Linked DNA regions of Zea mays: region 1 is linked to region 2. The links are chromatin contacts, called in public Hi-C maps. All regions are on one chromosome and are shown on one strand. Each heading gives the region's core, a stretch centred on a gene start, on an enhancer-like site or on the middle of the called end of the contact. The rest is flanking DNA. Distances are from core to core; before and after follow the strand shown.

The links. A called contact is a pair of places that touch in the nucleus more often than the background predicts.
Region 1: a Hi-C map of leaf shows a contact between it and region 2, with 2.3 times the contacts expected there. The contact joins the promoter of LOC541991 here to the promoter of LOC100194084 in region 2. A contact is called at or near these places in 8 of 25 Hi-C or Micro-C datasets (bundle sheath, ear, leaf and 2 more).

What each region holds. Positions count from the first base shown.
Region 1 is chr7:5,740,163-5,744,943 of Zm-B73-REFERENCE-NAM-5.0, forward strand. It overlaps LOC541991 (glutathione transferase 6), which reads right to left and starts at 1,326. Exons shown (of 2, transcript NM_001153314.1): 1 at 821-1,326. The coding sequence starts at 1,144. It also overlaps the pseudogene LOC109940828.
Region 2 is chr7:5,574,287-5,578,794 of Zm-B73-REFERENCE-NAM-5.0, forward strand. It overlaps LOC100194084, which reads left to right and starts at 2,392. Exons shown (of 7, transcript NM_001367045.1): 1 at 2,392-2,550; 2 at 2,642-2,891; 3 at 3,013-3,165; 4 at 3,252-3,357; 5 at 3,435-3,549; 6 at 4,153-4,209; 7 at 4,331-4,508. The coding sequence starts at 2,506. The coding sequence ends at 4,179. LOC100501657 reads left to right here. Exons shown (of 4, transcript NM_001323549.1): 2 at 235-305; 3 at 409-852; 4 at 945-2,199. The coding sequence ends at 2,054.

The DNA.
Region 1 (4,781 bases), core at 76-2,575, 160 kb after region 2:
AAACTGGCATATAACGATATTTTCGTGTACTAGTTAATGATAAAAATAAATAATTATCTTACCAAGAGATCACTTATCGTACAAATGTGTTCATTTTGTACACATAGTGATTTCTTATATCTACAATATATATAAGTGACAATGTTTTGTATTGATAATAAATATAATTTAAGTGAGAATGAGGATCACACTGTTGGAGATTTATTCTTATGGAGAACGGAGATGGTGAATAAATGTCTCTCGTAAGCATTCGTAGGGATCTTCGCCAAAAAAAAAATTCGTGGCGCACTTACACTCGTAGTAAAGCAGCGATCTTTCGCACAGGATATATGTTTATTGTTCCGAAACATTGCTGAAGTGGCAAGGCACCTATAGTTGTTGCACCAATTTTCCAACTAACTAGCACTAGTGTACCTAATAAAAGTTAGAAAGGTGACTGCTTTACAGCTTATTTTGTCATATTCCTAAATTTAAATCATTTCCAAGCAATTGTGGGCCTGGTGGTCCATTTTAGTCCTTAAATTTTATGTATATATTCAAATGTATGTATGCTAATAAATCTCTCTATATATAACACATATATATACTAAATATTGTATTGTATGAATATATTAAAATGCTAAAACGGTTAATATTTTAGGACGGAATAATTATTTAGTAATGGATCTAACGATGGATTTACCACCCTAGTTAGATTTTCGATCGATAGAAACCGAAGCAAGAATCTTTTTTTTTTTGTGAGAAAATCATCTTACAAGACAACTGAAAGGAGACAAGAGACATGCATGCGTATAGAAACCGACAAGCAGGAAGCAGTCACCTTCTTGTCGATGTAATCGGCCCAGAAACGCGCCTGCGCGCGGGCGTAGGGGTCGTCCTTGGGGAGGAGCGGCGCGACGTCCGGCCAGGCCTCGTCGATGTACTGGAGGATGACGAGCGACTCGCAGACGGGCCTGCCGGCGTGGAGCAGGACGGGGATCTTCTTGTGGATGGGGTTGGAGCGGAGGAGCAGCTCGCCCTTGTCCAGGAGGTCCTGCTCGCGGTACTCGTAGGCCACGCCCTTCTCCGCCAGCGCGATCCGGCAGCGCTGCCCGAAGGGGCTCACCCAGAAGTCCAGCAGCACGACCTCCGCCGCCGCCGCCATTGCCACCAGCTGCTCGGTCGATCGGCCTCGAAGCGACGTGGCTGGTAGGGCGAAGGCGTTGGAAATGCCGAAATGGATTAGAGGGTTTGGTTGATCCTTTTCGCCTGAAGTGAAGAGGGAGATTTATGGAGGCAGGCGATCGTGCCGAGGGTTTGTTCGGCCGGCCACCTGTGGTCATCAGTGACGACAGCTACTTTGGTTTTTGGTATACTACAGTCTCGACCGAGAAGGGTCCTTTATTTTGATCTCGTTACCTACTGCGACCACTTTTGTGAAGGGTATTATTCTGATTTGAATACCCAAACTTATTAGACATTTTTGGACCAAATTTAGTCAAATTCTGTGCACATTCTGGGCTCAAAATTTAGTATCAGTTACACAGCAGACAGCACTTCACTAATGAACTACTTTCTCAAGAATAAATATGAGAGCATACCATTTGATTATAATGGTAAGGGCAAGGTAAAGGGACTTGAAAAGATTCCAATGTCTAGTAGCATGAGTATATACAATCCGGGGCGTCTGTTGGACACTACATGTGTAGCTGTGTTAGCATCATGCACAGTCCCGGGCTATCTGGCCCCAGCAATTCGAAGAGTGGCACTGTGGCGGCACACCCTCTACGGTGCGTCCTGCCACGGTCTTTGTGGCAACATGGACAATACTCACCATGGTCTGTCATGTCTCGGGTCGTCCACTCTGTATGCCACTATGTCTAACCGTCTGGTCATCCATGACGTACGATACAACTTCCCAGGTCTCCTGTGGTGGTAGATCCAACGACGAGAACCATAACGCGAAATCCAAACTGGGTGGAAGCATGCAGACGGATTGTGAAGCAGAGGATGGAGGGAACGGGGCGTGTGCGTGCAACCAGATCGGGAGGGAAGGTTGGAGGGGACAGGGCGGGGGCGTGTTGTTGGATCGCCAGCAGATGGAGTGGTGGCGAGAAAGAAGCTAACCGGTGAAATTTCCCGTGAAGAGCGCAATCCCCTGTTTGTTTCAGCTTTTTGCAGCTTCTGGCCACTAAAAGCTGTTGCGGACTGTCAAACGCTCAGCTTTTCAGCCAGCTTCTATACAATTCGTTTGGGCAAAAACCATTCAAAATCAACGTAAACACATAATCGGTTGAGTCATTGCAATAGTAGGAATCCGTCACAGCCAGATTATCTTCCTCCGCACGTAATCCTAATGATACTCAGATTCTCTATACAGCTAGATTCTCCTCACAGCCAGATTTTCAGAAAAGTTGGTCAGAAAAAAGCTCAACCAAATATGCTATTATTTATCGCGTCGACCAGGCCAAGGCCAGACTCAACAGGCCTGGTGGAGGAGGAGGGAAGAGAGAGGAGGAGGACAGGATAGCCATGTCAAGTTCGTCGCCACTTCCCCTCCCCTGTCTCATGTAGCCCTAGATCCTCATTGTGCGCACAGTTTCTCGATAGGAGTACTCGAGTCGGCTTGAAACCTAGCGCTCACCAAGATTTCGAGTGATTGGTACCTTGGGAGGTCGCAGGGACCCGATTTCTCATGCAACCTGAGAGGGGGCGTCGGTCGGGCTCCTTTTTACCCCTCTCCCCCATGGTGGAGGGGTGATGTTCAGTAGCGAATTCAGCTCGTGTTCATTACACAACCTAAAAGCTCCAATCAAATGAAAGTCCAGGCATAGCATCTCCAACGAGGAGCTCTATTTCCCTAAAAATGTTTAGGGCTTCAATTAAAATTTTCACTCCAACCGTTAAGGCTTAAATAATCATAGGAAATAAATCACGTTATTAGGAAAATATATAGTTGAAGATTAAGAGAAAACGAGATAGAGCTCCCATACATGGGGTACTATATTTAGGACATGTGAGACCGAGCTCTATAATTATTTAGTGATTTTTCTCGAGAAAAGAAGTTGACGACCCGTAGACCTTCCACCTCCACACGACATTGCTCCGTCAGGCTTTCGCCCATTGCGGAAAATTCCTCATGATTGCCTCATGTAGGAGTCTGGCCCATGTTCCAGTCCAAGTGTGGCTGATCATCCTTTCGTACCAGCTACTGATCATCATAAAATAGGGTCATTGTTGGAGGATGTTTTTAATGGTCTCGAGCCTTATATTTTAAAACAAGGTCATGTTTAGAGCCTCTTTTGGCTATGCTCTTATAGGAGTTATTTGCTCCTGTGTATTGCATGGCGGTCAAGAATATTTTAGCCGCTGTGTGTGCATGCTTTGCTTTGCTACTGAATCAATGGCTTGGGAGTAGGCAGTACATCAGCTATGCCCGTTAGTTAGTTAGTTATTGGAATTGTTCTTGACATAACCCTTGATTTCACCGATAGGAATGGATTTTGATGCTATTAACTTGTACTTTAAATGCGGTTCACCACCAAAGCCTTGGGAGCGTTCTCGAGCTGAAGGAGCATCTGGTCCTGCAACTTTGAAGTCCCCGTTTACTTCAAAAAAACTTTGAAGTCCCCATCTGGTGGAAGCACCAGCGAAGTTGTTGAAGCTTCTGTACCGCTAAACCTGGCAAAAATGTTACTGCGACGAAGAGGAATGTCTCTTCCAATGTAAACAACACTTCTTCGAGGCTTATGCCACAACGGTCGTCTTGGCAGCAGCCGGGCTTTGGAAACACCTATGGAGGTATTCAGTGTTTTCAAAGTCACATATTTGGTGACTGTGGTTACTATCTCCAGCAGCTTACTTATACTATACCTATACTCAAACTTCATTTTTCAAATAGTACAGTCTACGTTGCAGAGAACAATACAAAACATTATTTTTTGAGTAAACTATGAGTAGACCGCTGCAGGCGGTCTTAGGAACACAATTTCAATCTCATCAGACTGACATTCATAATTTGCCTTTTGGGTGCAGGATATCGTGGATCCAACATGTACAGTTCGTACGGTGGATTCGGCAACGCTTACTCGAGTTACGGGGGAGATTATGGTGATGGGATGTATCATGTATGGAGGAGACATGGGAGGTTATGGTGGTTACGGCATGGGCGGAATGGGTGGCATGGGTCCATACGCTAATCAGGATCCAAGGTGTTGTTTGGTTCAAGAAATGTAACGCAAAGGGTAATGGTAATGGTTTACATTCGATTACTGTCGGTAACAAGTTTGAATAGTCCGGTATCAATTTTTAGTATAGTATCTGATTACGGTGGGACTAAAACGAACATGATTTAACGTTATCACTTACCCATTACGTTACAAATATCTGAACCAAACGGTACCCAAATTCGATTGGCCCTTCTGCATCGTATCCCCGTCAGTCCTTCGTACTAGCGTGGTAAGATACTTTTGAACAATCTTGAAGATACAGCACTTGAAGAATGCCCATTCGCCTGGGGTTTTGCGGTGCCATTACATTTACAAAATGTACAATCACAGCACCTTTTTACTTCATGGCTCTGATCCGTGTGCTATCATACTGGCTGTAATGTATTCACTATTTCTTTTAGTTGGAGTATTTGTTTTCATCCTTGCAATATGCAACAGTAATTAAGCCACATCATTATTCTTACATAGCAAGAACCTGCCAATTCTTTTTTTTATTCAAGTCATGCTTAATCTTAACACCTTAAGCTGGCATGAATGCCTGCAGATGCACCGGTGTTGTCAAGTTCTTTGGGC
Region 2 (4,508 bases), core at 1,142-3,641:
ACCCGCCATATCCAGCTCAAAGAAAGATGGGCCCTATAGGAGTTCGGATGATGATCGTGTCCAGCTAGATGATATGGCTAGCTAGCTATTGGTGACCGAACTGTGTTTAATTTCCTGTTAGCGTCTGCTAGCTGGAAAAGTGTTCGACGATATCGTACGTGTTATTAGTGAGCAAGTGACCAGTGACGTGAGCTCCGCTTCCGTGTCTGTGCGTGCGTGTGATGAGTGCTGCAGGTGTCATTTCGGGAGCTCTGCTCTACATCCGCGACGACTTCGTTTCAGTGGACAGGAACACATGGCTTCAGGTAAGAAGAGCCAAAAGAACAACAAGGAAAAGGATCAGTCTCGTCCGATGGGCGCCGAGAAACAACAAACAACGCTGACTGATGACCGCGCCATGCCATGCAGGAAATGATCGTGAGCATGGCGGTGGCCGGCGCGATCATCGGCGCGGCCATCGGCGGGTGGACCACGGACCGGTTCGGGCGGCGGGCGTCGATCCTGGTGGCCGACTCCCTCTTCTTCGCGGGCGCGGCGGTGATGGCGTCGGCCACGCGCCCCGCGCAGCTCGTGGTGGGCCGCGTCTTCGTCGGCCTCGGCGTCGGCATGGCCTCCATGACCTCCCCGCTCTACATCTCCGAGGCGTCGCCCGCCAGGATCCGCGGCGCGCTCGTCAGCACCAACGGCTTCCTCATCACCGGCGGCCAGTTCCTGGCCTACCTCATCAACCTCGCCTTCACCAAGGCGCCGGGGACGTGGAGGTGGATGCTCGGCGTCGCCGCGCTCCCCGCCGTCGTCCAGTTCGGCCTCATGCTCGCACTGCCTGAATCCCCGCGCTGGCTCTACAGACAGGTATCCATCCATCCAATTCGCCTACTCTTCTTTTCTTCTGTCCATTTTTTTTTTGGTTGGCTACGAGCCTACGACGAACTGGAATGAAACAGGGGAGGGCGGAAGAAGCAGAGGCGATCCTGCGGCGGATCTACTCGGCGGAGGAGGTGGAGCGGGAGATCGAGGAGCTGAAGGAGTCGGTGGCGGCGGAGCGTGGGTCGTCGGAGAAGCTGAGCCTGGTGGCGCTGGTGCGGACGGCGACGGTGCGCCGGGGGCTGGTGGCCGGCGTGGGGCTGCAGGTGTTCCAGCAGCTGGTGGGCATCAACACGGTGATGTACTACAGCCCGACGATCGTGCAGCTGGCTGGGTTCGCGTCCAACCAGACGGCGCTGGCGCTGTCGCTCGTCACCTCGGGCCTCAACGCGCTCGGCTCCGTCGTCAGCATCTACTTCATCGACCGCACGGGGCGGAGGAAGCTGCTGGTCATCAGCCTCGTGGGCGTCATCCTCTCGCTCGGCGTGCTCACGGCCGTGTTCCACGAGACCGCGTCCCACTCCCCGGCCGTGAGCGCCACCGAGACCGCTCGCTTCGACGCCTCGCTGACGTGTCCGTCCTACCGCCCGTCGTCGCCGGCCAGCGGCGGGGCGTCCTGGGACTGCACCCGGTGCCTCAAGGCGGCCGCGGGTTCGAGCGAGTGCGGCTTCTGCGCGTCGGGCGCCGGCAGGCTCCTCCCGGGCGCGTGCCTGGTGTCCAACAACACGGTGCGCGACGCGTGCCACGGCGAGGGCCGGCTGTGGTACACCCGCGGGTGCCCGAGCCGGTACGGCTGGCTGGCGCTGCTGGGCCTGGCGCTCTACATCATCTTCTTCTCCCCCGGCATGGGCACGGTGCCGTGGATCGTCAACTCGGAGATCTACCCGCTGCGGTACCGCGGCGTGTGTGGCGGCGCGGCGGCCACCGCCAACTGGGTGTCCAACCTGGCCGTGGCGCAGTCGTTCCTGTCGCTGACGGAGGCCATCGGGACGTCGTGGACGTTCCTCATCTTCGGGGGCCTGTCCGTGGCCGCGCTCGCCTTCGTGCTCGTCTGCGTGCCGGAAACCAAGGGTCTCCCGATCGAGGAGGTGGAGAAGATGCTCGAGCGCCGGGAGCTCAGGCTCAGGTTCTGGGCCCCGCGACACACACAAGACAACGGCAAGGAGAGTGGCAAGAATGCCGGCGTTTGAGACTGTTTGCTCCAATTTCTACGCTAAAATTGTTGTTCACAATCTACGCTAGAATTATGGTACAAACTGGAAGAAAGTGTATTAGTTTCTAATGCCTAAATTCGGTTATCTGATTCTTTTTGAGGAAATTGAATCTTGTTGAGACAAGTCGGTATTATTATTAAATTGAAGAAAAGAGAAGTAAAAAGAAGACTGAGACACCTTCGTCCAAGCCCAAAAGGCCTCTAAATTGTGCCTTACATATATGGCCCAACAGACAGCCAGGCCCAGGTAAGCTTCCTCTACTTCGGTGGCGCCAACACGCAACACCCAATCCGCCCAAGCGCGCGCGCAAATTCCACACTCTCCTCGACCCTCGATTCGTTCCCGCCGCCAACCAAGCGACGTCTCCTCTTCCACGCATCCTAGGGCGGCGACACCTGCCAAGAACACCCGTCGCCGCGCTCTCCCGATGGCGACCAGCGACGAGCTCGCCCAGATCGACATCTCTAAGGAGGTACGCAACGTCATGCCGCGTCGACCCTCCGCGCTGCGGAACGCCCACCCGCGAGGTGTTCGACGGTTTGTCTGACCCACCCTTCCTGCAGGAGAAGGACAAGCTGGTGGCGGAGGTGATGCGCTACGTGCTCTTCAAGACGCACCAGAGCTCCGACTGCCCCATCAAGCGGGAGGAGCTCACCGGGATCATCACCAAGAACTACCGCCAGCGCGCGCTGCCCACGCTGGTCATCAACGAGGCCAAGGAGAGGCTCGCCGCAACCTTCGGCTACGAGATGAGGGAGCTACAAAGGACCCGCGCGCCGGCCACGCGCTCTGGCCGGCCGGCACAGCGGCAGTGTAAGGCGTCCTTTTTTTCTCTCTCTCTCGTTTATTATTATTTTGTTCCTTTCCTCTGTATGTCAACCACAGCGGTTACGGGCTGGCAATGACTGGTAGAATGTGTGGGAAATGTCTTTAGTTAACGCGGATGCCAAGAGCTATGTTCTGGTCAGCATGTTAGACCCTGAGGTGTACAGCAAGTACGTCGAGGACAAGGCCGCCGCCCATCTGTCCGGCTTCGCTTTCGCTGTCATTGGCATTATTCATCTTGCTGGTGGCAAAATGCCCGAAGGTAAGGAAAAGGGGATCAAAACATATCCTTTGGTTAGGAAAACATCCTCCTCTGATGTTCCCAAGTTCTTTCGGATCCCATTTTAGAGGACCTCTGGCATCAGTTGAAGCGGGTGGGTTTGAACGAGACTGATGAAGCTCACCTTGTTCTTGGCAACAATAAGCAGGCGCTCGAACACCTAGTGCAGCAAAGGTTGGTCCCGGTGCGCGCTCTGGAAGCTGTAGTCCATTGCAAAGAATTCGGTTGCTTCATCGGTTCCATTGATGCAGGTACTTGCTGAAGGAGAAAATTGCTGGACCGGAAGGTCATTTCGTGATGTACGAGCTTGCCGAGAGGGCGTTGGATGAATCCATCAGCGTGAAGATTAAAGATCATATTTCACAGGTCTGTAAGCATCACAATGTGGCGATAGCATTGCACCTTTCAGTCTGTTAAGACTGCTGACTTTTCCACGGTAATAAGTAGCAACAATGACGATAATGTGTCAGGATCATAATAACAGCCATATAAACCATCATGATTAAATGCGATCCCTGTTGATTGTACAATTAGCTGTGTATGCTGCATGTTTATTCTTAAACCAACCTACTCGTGATTAAGAGCGCCATGCCCTGTGGATTTGTTGCCTTTTCTATCATTGGAGAAGTTGGTTGGCATTAATTTTCGTCAGTCATGTGTATGCCAAGGAGGTTGCCTGTATTTGTTCCATAATCTTCTTTGAAAGATGAAATAAAACTGCAAGCAATTGTGGTTAAAAAAAACATTTCACTTCTGATAACAAGCGGCATAGAAGCCAATCAACAGTAGGGGAACCTGACGTCCTGAATGCATTGGTAAACACTGTGAAATCAGATTCTATTAATTGAGACCATTGCTTGTGAAAGAAAGCACCTTTTTTTTCCTTCTTATCTTGTGAAATGTGAAGTGATGTTGTTTGGTGTCTGCTAAAAAAGAAACTTCTCTTTTTCCCCTCTTATTGTTGAGTAGGTTGTGGGCACATGCTTGCAGAAGTAGATTGAAGTGGATGGATACGACAATCAGTAGGTATTACCGCTGCATCAAATATTTTTGCTTGCTTCTAGATCAAATTATCACTGCCTTGTCATGGGTGTAGTAGGGAGGTTACAATGCACACTGCTACTAACATGTTTCTCTTATCTCTCAGCCCTGTAGGTTATCTGCCTTGCGGTAGGACTAGCTGACTCTTATCAGGCTGGGAAGCTACATATCATCTTGCATGGATACGAGGCTCGTACTCTGCATGCAGATTTTGTACAGGAGATGTGTGCTTGACAAGCCCTGGCAACTTTGGTGTTACTATATCCTTGATTATCTAGATTATT